2 separate regions of the Danio rerio genome follow, and region 2 is linked to region 1. Evidence: chromatin contacts called from public HiCAR-type data. All regions are on one chromosome and are shown on one strand. The core of a region is the stretch at or near the end of the contact, and the rest is flanking DNA. Distances in the headings are between cores, read along the strand shown.

Region 1 (5,746 bases), core at 1,423-3,922:
AATATATATTCAGCTAATTATCAAGTTTCACAATGACAGAATAATAAAACTATTTTACTCTGAGTTGGATTAGAAATGGCCCACACATGGCAAAAAAATGCTTTAAACTATCACACACCACACACGCACCTTCACGCTGCAAAGAAAATTAATGAATGAAAAACCACATTATGTGCCCTAATCTCTAACCAGAAGTGTAACAAGTAAACCATTTCTAAAGTAACTGACTTTTTATACCGCAGCGACAACTCACGCAGGAAGCAAAGCCCACTGTTCACTGCTATCTGACAGATCTGATATAAACAGCATAGTGCACAGCGGCAAAGCGAAAACCACTGCTGACCTTGAAGAACATTAGTGCACACCTGAATCAACTAAACAAACCTTTAGAGTCCTGCCAAACATAAAATCTAAATAAGCCCTCCAAAATCTCAGTACTCAATGTTGCATTTTGCTTAAGAGCCTTCAACTAGCTATTAAAATTTACAAGAATTGCAATTGTTTTTATTATTTATAAGCAAAAAAACTCAAGCATGTGGTTAAGTGGGGCAAGCCTGGTGCGTGCAGTCAGGCAATTAAAAGGGTACGCCTTGACCAGGGTCAAGAGTTTTTAAGAGTTTTTAAGACCGTTAAGAATTACATTCAAGACCTACATCACAATATCAAAAACATGCATACACAAAAAGAAAATGCAAAAAATAAAATAAAATAAAAATAAGTGGCTAAATAAATGTATTCAAATTGAACATTATTTAAGACAGGTTAGATCCATTATTGAATTACAGGAACACCAACACGTGTGCATGCATGCTACATTTTTCTGAGCTGTCCTACTTTGGCCAGAATCTCCTCCTTAATGTTCTTGAGATGATCTGGTTTCTCATTGTCGGCCCTCAAAGCATGTGCTGTATGTGCCACAGGCATATCACCCTGGAGCCCAAGACCGGTTACTCACTGAGGCCCCGTTTCCACTAGTGCGTTTTAGTTTTAAAACAGCGTTTTAGATCAAAAGCGATCCGTGTCCACACTAGTGTTTTAACTAGCGTTGCTGAACATATCAGGACATTGTCCTGTGGCTGCTGTTGCATCATGTAATGCTTTTTTAGCTAATTGTGCATATATTTAATGTCTATTGAAACATGTATAGCCCTAGATAATATAGCATCATCGTCCTAGTTTTTAACTATCCACCCTTGGCACATAGGCTTTTGCCATCGATCTGTTCAAGTTTTATTTTTCATGATTATTGAAGTTATCCTCTAAGGGCTTGAGTGTCCACATATATGGAGAGCACAATTTTGGTTGTGTAAAATTCTTTGAATTTTTTATATTTTGTTACAGACATAGTGTCATCCAGCAACATTTGCAGCATATGAAATGTCCCAAACACTATTTTAACTGTTGTAAATGGGACAAAATTTTGATTTTAAGCAAGTAAAAAGAAAGAAAAAATTCTATGTTAAACAGCCATAAAAATTGGGAAAAGGGTTTTATGTAAATTTGAATGACGAGTCCACATATATGGACATAATTTTTCTCTGAAAGTACATGATCATATGAAAAGATGATACTTAGATCTTTGTTCTAATTAGGTTCCAATTAGCCCAAATAGCAAAGAGAAATAAAAATAAATGCATGTAAAAACACCTTGGGCCTTAAGACACCGCCTTCTTCGAGCCCTTCTTGGGTGCAGGTTCCGCTGGTTCAGGTATTTTCTTTTGATGAAAATATGATGAAGTGAATAAGTTACGTGAGTGCACACTAAATATTTATTGTGTTCTTTTGCAGATTTTAGCAAAGCAGCCTTCACCGATTGCTGCATTGGAACATTAAATCTCTGCCGCTGATTTCATTGGTCATAAAGGAGACACGCTTGCAAGCAGAACTACCAATTGTATGCTTTGAAACTGTAGGCCCCGCCCAGAGTCACTTTCGCAGAGATAACAGCCGCCCATCGCTTTACTTGGGTAAATTGCTCAGAATAAGTTGTTTTTAAATCATTAAATTGTTTAACTTATTAGAAAACAAACAAATAACTAGCGCCAATAACTTTTCTAGTAACACACACCTCATTTTATCAAGTTATAGTTTCATAGAAGTAATGTGTCATCTGTTTTACACAATTAACTAGTAAATTAAACACGTAATAAAATATGCTAACAACAGAACTTACAAACATGTTCACATAACACGTAAATAAAAAACTCCATATAATAAATAATAAAAATATACACAAAGAATAATAGGCAAATCTTAATCACTCTCTTATGACAGTGTGGGTGGCTCTTAAAAGAGCCTTTGGGTTTTAGGATTGGTCCTGGATGTTTAACCACCGAATCCGTACAGAGTGCGTCCCTGACGTTTCAGCGCGTACACAACATCCATGGCGGTCACGGTCTTCCTCTTGGCGTGCTCGGTGTATGTAACGGCGTCACGAATCACATTCTCCAGAAACACTTTAAGCACACCGCGAGTTTCCTCGTAGATCAAACCAGAGATACGCTTGACTCCACCACGGCGAGCGAGACGACGGATGGCGGGTTTGGTGATTCCCTGGATGTTATCGCGCAGAACTTTGCGATGACGCTTAGCGCCTCCCTTTCCAAGACCTTTACCGCCTTTGCCTCTACCTGACATGTTGCGTATCAATAAAGCAAATAGTTTAAATGTGTAGACTAGAACTGCATTCGAGAGGCTTTACAGTGGCTTAGACGACCTAGTTGAAACACTTAAGGCGGAGCTACAACGCAACGTCACAGTAAATGCGTCAATCCCCCAGGGCTCTTGGGTCTGCTGTAGTTTTCTTTTTGAATTATGCGAATAACCGACACGTCACCAAAAACCCTTTACCAAATAATATTATAAGTGTACTTTATGAGCCATATTAACGGCTCTGCAGTGGATGTGAGTGAGATTAATAGTACATTTTACGACGCGGATTTCGCTGGTTCTGGCATAATTACAGTTACAGTAAATTTAAAATTTGGATGCCAGTTTTTTACTAAACACTGGCTTTATCTGCTGCCTTATGTTATGCGTGTCTTGATGACCCCACATATAGTGTGAGTTTATTGGACACATTTAACCTTTCTTCTTATAGAAGAAAATGCTTTACAACGTTAACCCCGCCCATCGACAGTTACCGCTAGAGCCAGCCTGGCAGCCTGTATTCGAACCAACTGTGAGGCGACAGCGCTACCCACTGCGCCGTTTCTAGTTATAAAAAGAAAAGTGGTAATTTTGTTTTATCTTTAAAAAAATTTAATATAATCCTGAATATTTTTTGTATTTTTTTTTCTCGAAAATATCACAAATATCACATTATGTATGCAACTGTAAAGTTTATTAAATGTCCTTACATATTATACTAGAGAACAAAAAAAAAAAAAGGGCACACAATGTTGTGATGTATTGATGAGTGGGTCAGATGTGCAGTACAGCCTGTAGATAATATATAGGCCTATGTGTTTAATTGTCTTCTGCAAGATTAAATAAAATAGGGGAAAGCAGCTCTTAATGTTGTCTGGGTGTTCAAAGAGTAAAAAGCAGATCCAGTACACGCACTTAATGCAAAAACTTTTATAAAATAAAAAATATGTTATCAACACTTTATTCAATAATTTCGGACTGTTTTATCAATTATGTACATATTCCCACCTTTATATTTGAATAAATTAGCATACTACTTTTATTTTTAAGGGGTCGCCACAGTGGAATTAACAGCCAACTATACCAGCATATGTTTTAGGCAGCAGATGCCCTTTTAGCTGCAACCCTGTAATGGGAAGCATCTATACACACACACACACACACACACACACACACACACAAAACGGCCAATTCAGATTACCCAATTCACTTACAGCGCATGTGTTTTGACTGTGGAGGAAACCGGAGGACCAGAAGAAAACTCACACCAACCACTGAGCCACCGTGCCATCCTTTTTAACAAATTTTACAGGATCAAAAATATTGAAAATAGTTAAAATAGCTGAACTGTGTTTGACTCCCAGCATCTATTGGTTAAAATATCTATTTTAACATGGAAAAAGCCATTCAAAATACAGATATTTGTTGGTATGTTTATTTTTCAAATATAAATCTCACACTTCAACTCAAGCAATATAGCATTAATGAAATATATAAAAATATACGAATGTAAAAAGCATTATATATGTCATAACATTATCTTAATCAATATCAATAATCAAATCATTTACAATATTCTTCAGTCTCAGTCTCATTATTTGTGCATCGCTAATATAATGAAAGCTATTTGACTTAGATCTAACTTCAAACATAAATGTTCACAAAAAATTCTCAGTAAAACAGGTTATATATGCTTATATAAAATACAGTTTATCTGAATGATTCATGTGCAGAAGCAGTTCACTCAGAGTAATTTCTGAAGCAAAGTGAGCGCTGGTGTTCATCTCTTTTGGCGTCTGTTTTCATCACTGCACTCACAGACCTTTAAATAGATTATGCAGATGAATGCAGTTAATGCCAATAAAACACAACATGATGATATATAGTTTAAGATCACAATTAACCCTTGATCATCAGAAATAACTGAACATTAAACAGATTTATCATGTAAAACATTGTATTTCTGTTCAAAGAACCAGAACACAGTCCACATGATGAGCAAATTATCTGTTTTTTGTGAGTTACTGTTATATTCTGAAGTAAATGATAATTATAATAAAATAATTGATGATCTTACGTGTTTTCTTCTTCTTCTTACTTAAAACTTGAGCATAAGTTGCATCACCTCCGGCATCAGCGCCTGCTGAGAGCAAACGATAACATTAAAATAATGATCAAATTCTCCACAAACCAGGGGCAAATTTCAAAGAGATCACCATTAAAATCTTATCATGTCTTCTTAGTTACACTTTTTATTTATACAATTTATACAAAAATGCTGCCTTAAACTTTTAAGTTGACATTTACATTTAACTTTTGTAGTTATTTTAACTTACAGTTGGGTCCATAAATATTTGGACATTAACTCAATTCTAACATTTTTGACTCTAAATACACCAACACAGTGGATTTCAAATGAAGCGAACATGATGTGCTTCAACTGTTTTAACTGCAGCAGTGTGCTCTGATGCAGAAAAGCACATAATGGTTAAAGGGATAGCTCACATGAAAATATTTTTATATATTATATCATTTATTTTGGTTGTTCATTCCTCTGTGGCGACCCCAGATTAATAAAGGGACTAAGCCGAAATAAAATGAATGAATTACATAATCTATTGTATTTATTATTTAAATTTTAATTTACATAATTTACCACGGGGCAGCACGGTGGCTCAGTGGTTAGCACTGTCGCCTCACAGCAAGAAGGTCCATGGTTTGAGTCCCGGCTGGGTCAGTTGGCATTCCTATGTGGAGTTTGCATGTTCTCCCCGTGTTGGCGTGGGTTTCCTCCACAGTCCAAACACATGCGCTATAGGGGAATTGGGTAAATTAAATTGGCCGTTGTGTCTGAGTGTGAATGAGAGTGTAGTTTCAAAAATCTTTTTTTTACATTGTCAAATGTGTTTTCGTGTCCCTTTAAAATATGTTTTAACGAATATTGAACCCGATAACATTGTCTTTTAAAGTATTTGTCTGTCCTTCTGTGGATGTCAAAGTTACTGGTTTCCTACAATCATCAAAAACTCCTTTTGTGTTTAAAAGAAAAAAGTTTATTTATAAATATTTGGAGCCATTTAAGTGTAAAGAACAACTG
Region 2 (6,433 bases), core at 3,480-5,979, 290 kb after region 1:
TTTCTTGGCAGCTGCTGGTTTCTTTGCCTTCTTGGGGCTCTTGGTGGCCTTCTTGGCAGCTGCTGGCTTAGCTTTCTTTGGGCTCTTTGTCGCCTTCTTCACAGATGTGGCCGCCGGTTTCTTCGCCTTCTTGGGAGATTTCTTAGCGGCGGGTTTCTTAGCAGCCGGCTTCTTGGCTTTCGCGGCGGTTTTCTTGGCTGCCTTCTTGGGCTCGGCTTGCTTCTTGTTGAGCTTGAATGAACCGGAGGCGCCTGTGCCTTTGGTCTGGGCCAGAGTGCCGTTGGTCACCAAGGCCTTGACGGCGGTTTTGACGCGGGAGTTGTTCTTCTCCACATCATATCCGCCGGCGGAGAGAGCCTTCTTCAGGGCTGCGAGAGACACGCCGTTTCTCTCCTTGGAGGCCGTCACAGTCTTGACGATGAGGTCGCGGACATTTGGGCCCGTTTTCTTGGGCTTGGACGCCGCTTTCTTCTTAGGAGCTTTTGCCGGCGTGGCAGCGGGAGCTGGAGCAGTTTCAGCCATTTCTCAGTGGAAGAACCTTCACCTACAACTAGCAGTGAATAATGAAGCTCTGCTGGGCGGCGCTGTGAACTTAACTACCACATGAGAACCGTGTAGACTCAACCACAGCTCCTCAGACAATCGCCTCGACACAAAACTTGTGCTTTCTCCGTTTAAACAAAGACTAAAAAAAGTGCAATAAAATGTTTTACAGCAGACTAGAAATACCTTATTGATATGAAGAGGGTCAAGGCTTTTCCGTGGAATTCAAATAGGACACGCCCTGAATTTTTTTCTAGATTTATGGAGTCATTTATCTTCTGTTCATTCACTGAAGTTGTTTTACTACACATACGGCCTGTGGAAAAAATATAACAAGATGTGCAGCAAGAGTTATTTGTGTGTTTTTTTTTTTGTCTTTTTCTAACATAAGACCCTTTTTATCATTTATATTTTGTTTGTTTGTTTGTTTGCACTTTATTAATCCAAAAGAAAAATGCAAACCGGAGCTCATCATACAATAAAATAAATAAAATATAATGGATTATATATAAGAAAATGCAAATCCTACGAAATACAAAATCCGTAAATAACAATGCAGTCATCAGAAGTTTATTATTCAGTTTTTGTTGCAACATAAAACTAATAGAAACATGATTAATATGCCTTGTCTATAATGTCTGCTGTCCAGAGATGCAATTAATCCTGTGTCATGAAAATGTTTAGACAAAGTAAGCACTGTCAATACTGTCTATGGGGGTAAAAGTTCAACCTTAGGGGTGACACAGTGGTTAGCACTGTCGCCTCACAGCAAGAAGGTCGCAGGTTCGAGTCTCGGCTAGGTCAGTTGGCATTTCTGTGTGGAGTTTGCATGTTCTCCCTGTGTTGGGGGCTCCAGTTTTCACAGTTCAAAGACATGCGGTATAGATGCATTGAATAAACTAAATTGGCCGTAGTCTATGAGAGTGAATGTGCTAGTGGGTGTTTCCCAGTAATGGGTTGCAGTTAGAAGGTCATCCTCTCTAGAACAAATGCTGATAAAGTCTTCGGTCCTTTCCACTGTGTCGACTGCTGATGAATAAAGGGTCTAAGCCGAAGGAAAGTGAATGAAAAGTTTAACCTTGGCTTTCAAGGAAGATATTAATTGGCTTTTCATAAATAAGCTACTCAAGTTTGAAATAAACATATTCACAATACATATTCACAACCTTAAATACACTATCGTTGTCAGAAAATACTCAGAAGTAATTGCAGTATTTTAGCATTTCATAAATAATTTTAAAACAAAGTTATTTATTTGAAAATGCTTTATTTAATTTACATTGTAACGGATAAACATCACATGTTTTTGTAAATGTTCATTTTGGTTCTTTGTCATGTGAAAAACAGAGATTGTAATGGCACTAGGCGCCACTAGGGTGCGATAACAAAATATATTTCAGCTCGTCAAAAGAGCAAGAGTTGTGTTTGGTATGGAACAGCATGCTACTAAAGCTACCAATGCACTCTGGTTCGGGTATTTTAAGAACAAAATTGCTGCTGCTGCTCAAATGTGAGTACTGACTAAGTGGTTATTACGTTTATTAATGTCTTTTCAATATTTTGTAGTGATTTGGCCTATGTTTATGTCGTACAGGACCTGTTTTCCTGAATGTTTCTGTCTGTTTATTTTGTGCTTCATACTTTCATTGGACTACTCTGTGATGGGTTTTCATTGAACATTATAGATGAACATCAGTAGTGTTTTCTGGAGCCAGAGACACCGACAGGTGAACTACCACATTATTCTGAGACTTGGATTAATACGGTCAGTGACTCTTTTTACTATGTCTCTATTATATTTGAGAGGATATTCAGATATTATAGTCAAACCGCCTAAATGATCTATTTTCACCTCATCATTGAAATAATTTAGAGTTTAAAACTGTTTGTTGAAAAACTGCTTAATTGTATATATTGATTGTCTTTATTTTTGTGGTGTAAACTTAAACGTGCAAAAATTATAAGGTCTATTTTCAGTATTATTGAAATGTAAATGTAATCCCCCTCAAAGTAACATCAAAAAGAGAGGAGTTACAACTAGGAATTGGTCTTAACTACAATGGTTCTAATTGTATTTCTGCCTAATTACTAAAAAAAAAAATCAACGTGACTGTTAAAAACTGTTCAAACCATACATCTGCAATCTTATACCAGAAACAGAAATGATAGCAAAAATCTGCTACTATGTGGTGGTATAGTGTGGAGGAAATATGACGTCACTTTGTAGGCTAATCGGCTGCTAGCATAAAACTAGTTTCCTCGACAAAATCCCTATAGATTTTTCCCATAGGCTTTTCGTATATTGCAAATAATAAGCTCTGTTCAAACACTGTTTATTACACTTACATGTTTTGTCCAGCTGGATAATCCTCACATGACAATACAACTTTTAGCACTTTTAGATCTTAAATGTAACTTATGAACTGTATGAACCTGCAAGTCCATCATAGATCAAGAACAACATTCAATATTTTTTTCATGTCACAAAATACAAGGAAAAGCAGCCCATACAGTCACATATCTTATACATTTAATGGAGGAGTGTAAATATTGCGTTCAGATGAAGAAAAAAAACGACAAAAAATCACTTGGTCATGTTAAAATGAGAGTTAATATGTCTGTATTTTTACACATTTATTCACACGTTTGCATTACTGAGAGCAGGAAAGAGACCGGCTACACTGGTAAGCAGTATCTTCATAATATCATTTAATTAAAATAAATGATTAACAAATGAATCTGTCTCGACAGTTTTTACAAGTGAAGGCATTATTTACACACAGTATTAACTCCCAATTAGAAAAATACTACAAACTATAAAACACTACTCATGAAAATACCTAAATAACAGACAAATCCAAATGCCAAACACAAGCGGGCTGCGCTCTAGACCAGATTAGCTCGATGACGTATAATGTGTATTATAAATAATAACACTGCCTGTAGTCCCATTTAGCAACTTGATAGCAACCATCTTTTTAAAGAAGCATGGACAAATTAAAAATTCAAGCTTGTGCTTTAACTGATGTGTTTTATGTCGTAGAACAAAACATGGAAGTATCTTGAGTTTGTGTTTGCCACGAACCTTATTTAAGCAATTTTACTGAAACCCCATTCAAAAACCCAATTGACTTAGGGATGAGGGAACCGGAACTGCTAAAATGCTAACTCGCTTCCGGGTTTTTGCATACAAATTGACGTCATAGTTCCTCCACTCTATTGCAATATAGAGCAAAAATAATTCACAGAATACTTGAAAATGAAATAATTTAAAGACAATAATTTGCAATGGCTACAACTGAATCAGTTAGAAAATAAGTGTATGAAATGTTAAAAACACTTTAATTGCACCAGCTTAAATGTAAATAAAGTTAGCTAAGAGAGGAAGAGACAAAGAACTGAGAGTAGGCCCCAGAGTCTTACAGCAATTGAGCCAGAGAATAAACTCCAGAGCAGGAAAAGGGCCGCCCGTGTTCAACCGATTTTGTATTGACCATGTGACCCAAGACTGAATACTGACACATATTATCAGAACTGTATTATCCCTATTGTAGACATTTGTAATTAAAATGTATATATTTTAGAGTCTGTACGCAAGGAGTTATTAAAATTTAATAGTAAAAGATACACTTTAAGTGTAAAGCCTTCAAACAAAACTTCCGTTAGCCATACACTGAGCGGAGCTATTTGAAAAGAACGGTTACTGAATCACTGATCACACAGAAAAAGCTCTATAGATGAAAATATGGGTGGCTCTTAGAAGAGCCTTTGGGTTGAAGTTGACTGTGCTTTACTTTGAGCTAGTGTACTTGGTGACGGCCTTTGTGCCCTCAGACACTGCGTGTTTAGCCAGTTCCCCGGGCAGCAGCAGACGGACGGCGGTCTGGATCTCTCTCGATGTGATGGTGGAGCGCTTGTTATAATGGGCGAGACGAGACGCCTCACCGGCGATGCGCTCGAAGATGTCATTGACGAAGGAGTTCATGATGCCCATCGCTTTTGAGGAGATTCCAGTATCAGGATGGACCTGCTTCAAGACTTTATACACGTAGATGGCATAGCTCTCCTTCCTGGTCCTCTTGCGCTTCTTTCCTCCCTTGCCGGCGGTTTTAGTTACCGCCTTCTTAGAGCCCTTCTTGGGTGCGGTCTTCGCTGGTTCAGGCATGTTTGCTCGAAGCAGAACTGATTCCTTTACGCAGAAACGCTGGCTATTTATTAGGCCCTTATGCAAATTTTAGAAGGAGCAATCAGCCTTTTCTGATTTGTGCATTGGCGAAATGAATGTGTGAAGCTGATTTCATTGGTCATAAAGGAGACCAGTAGGCAAGTAAATCTTCCAATTGTATGCTTTGAAACTGTAGGCCCCGCCCATGATTCGCTTCCGCATAGAGAACGGCCGTTCGTCGTTTTATTTTCCCGCTCAGAATTATATATTTTTTAAAACACAACATTCTTATGGAATGAAAAACAAACCAAATAACTGATGCTAACAGGAAATTTCTACTTTCAAGCTTCTTATTAAATCAATTATAATTCCATAGATGCTTCTGCAAACAAAAGGACATGCCTCATTTATACAGTACGCGTTATTCCAAAAATGACACTTACTGGACTAGTCTTTTTGTGTAGTTTTACACACACACACACACACACACACACACACACACAATTAGAAAACAGAATTATACGGCTGGATATTTTAAGCAGTCTAAAAATCTAATATTTATGGTAGGTAAGATATGGTTAAACATTCACGGCTAATGTAGTGTCCTTCCTGATAGATGGTCAAGACTTTAACTAATGGTTTTATTTTATTTTTTTAATCAAACACTAACGTAAAAGCTGAACAGAATAAAACAACAAGAATACATAAATACAATAGTGCATGAATTAGCTTAATGCAAACTTAGCAGCTTACTATTATATCCTAAATGCTTCCACACAAGGCTAAAACCACAATGTACACAGCTTTCTGCAAACACTAAGCTTGTCCTCTTCAGAGAGTGCTGAAGTATATTGACAATTTTCTCATGTAATGAGACTTTTTCTTCAGCAAAGTAGCGATCTCCGCTCTTTTTCGCACTTTTTGCGTGAAATTTCTCACCGGAACTAACTCAGGAGAAGTTTCATAAAAAGTTTGTCAGTATGAAGCATACACTTTAAAACAAAATACACAGTTATACACTCGAGCTCCATTCTAACCTGTTATGTTCCCTTACAAAATATATAAAAAAAAAACGGTTTATTACAGATTATAACAATAGTTAATATTCATTCAAACATAATTTTCACTTGACAAGTAGGCCTCAGTTTAAATATAAAACTGAAATCTAACTTTAAACGACACAAAAGTCTCTTTTATGACAATGTGGGTGGCTCTTAAAAGAGCCTTTTGTTTTAGGTCTGAATGTAGACGTTTAACCGCCGAATCCGTACAGAGTGCGTCCCTGCCGTTTCAGCGCGTACACCACATCCATGGCGGTCACGGTCTTCCTCTTAGCGTGCTCGGTGTAGGTTACAGCGTCGCGGATCACGTTCTCCAGGAACACCTTCAACACACCGCGAGTCTCCTCGTAAATCAGACCGGAGATACGCTTGACTCCACCACGGCGAGCGAGACGACGGATGGCGGGTTTGGTGATTCCCTGGATGTTATCACGCAGAACTTTTCGGTGACGCTTAGCGCCTCCTTTCCCCAATCCTTTACCGCCTTTGCCTCTTCCAGACATGATGTTTTTCTGCAGTCAAGCTTCAGAATGTACAGTCAAGCGACACTGAAGAAGCTTTACAGTCGCTTCGACGACCTAGTTGAAACACGCAAGGCGGAGCTAAAACGCCACAATAGGCGTGTCAATCTTCAGGTCTCTTAACTCAGATTGTAGTTTGCTTT

The links. HiCAR-type assays count read pairs that join an accessible place to other places.
Region 2: a contact with region 1 is called in a HiCAR-type map of caudal fin, with 9 times the contacts expected there. The contact joins the promoter of si:ch73-368j24.8 here to the promoter of LOC100331412 in region 1. A contact is called at or near these places in 2 of 4 datasets of contacts at active chromatin or transcription factors (caudal fin and gastrula embryo).

The regions. Positions count from the first base shown.
Region 1 is chr7:5,808,125-5,813,870 of GRCz12tu, forward strand. LOC100331412 (histone H4) reads right to left here and starts at 2,673. Exons shown (of 1, transcript XM_002662197.7): 1 at 1,569-2,673. The coding sequence starts at 2,637. The coding sequence ends at 2,326. It overlaps si:cabz01036006.1, which reads right to left. Exons shown (of 33, transcript XM_021477672.3): 32 at 4,727-4,789; 33 at 3,301-4,471. The coding sequence ends at 4,464.
Region 2 is chr7:6,092,048-6,098,480 of GRCz12tu, forward strand. It overlaps si:ch73-368j24.8, which reads right to left and starts at 4,730. Exons shown (of 1, transcript NM_001386568.1): 1 at 3,236-4,730. The coding sequence starts at 4,708. The coding sequence ends at 4,334. LOC564610 (histone H4) reads right to left here and starts at 6,303. Exons shown (of 1, transcript XM_068222533.1): 1 at 5,767-6,303. The coding sequence starts at 6,272. The coding sequence ends at 5,961. It overlaps si:ch73-368j24.11, which reads right to left and starts at 565. Exons shown (of 1, transcript XM_005168801.6): 1 at 1-565. The coding sequence starts at 522.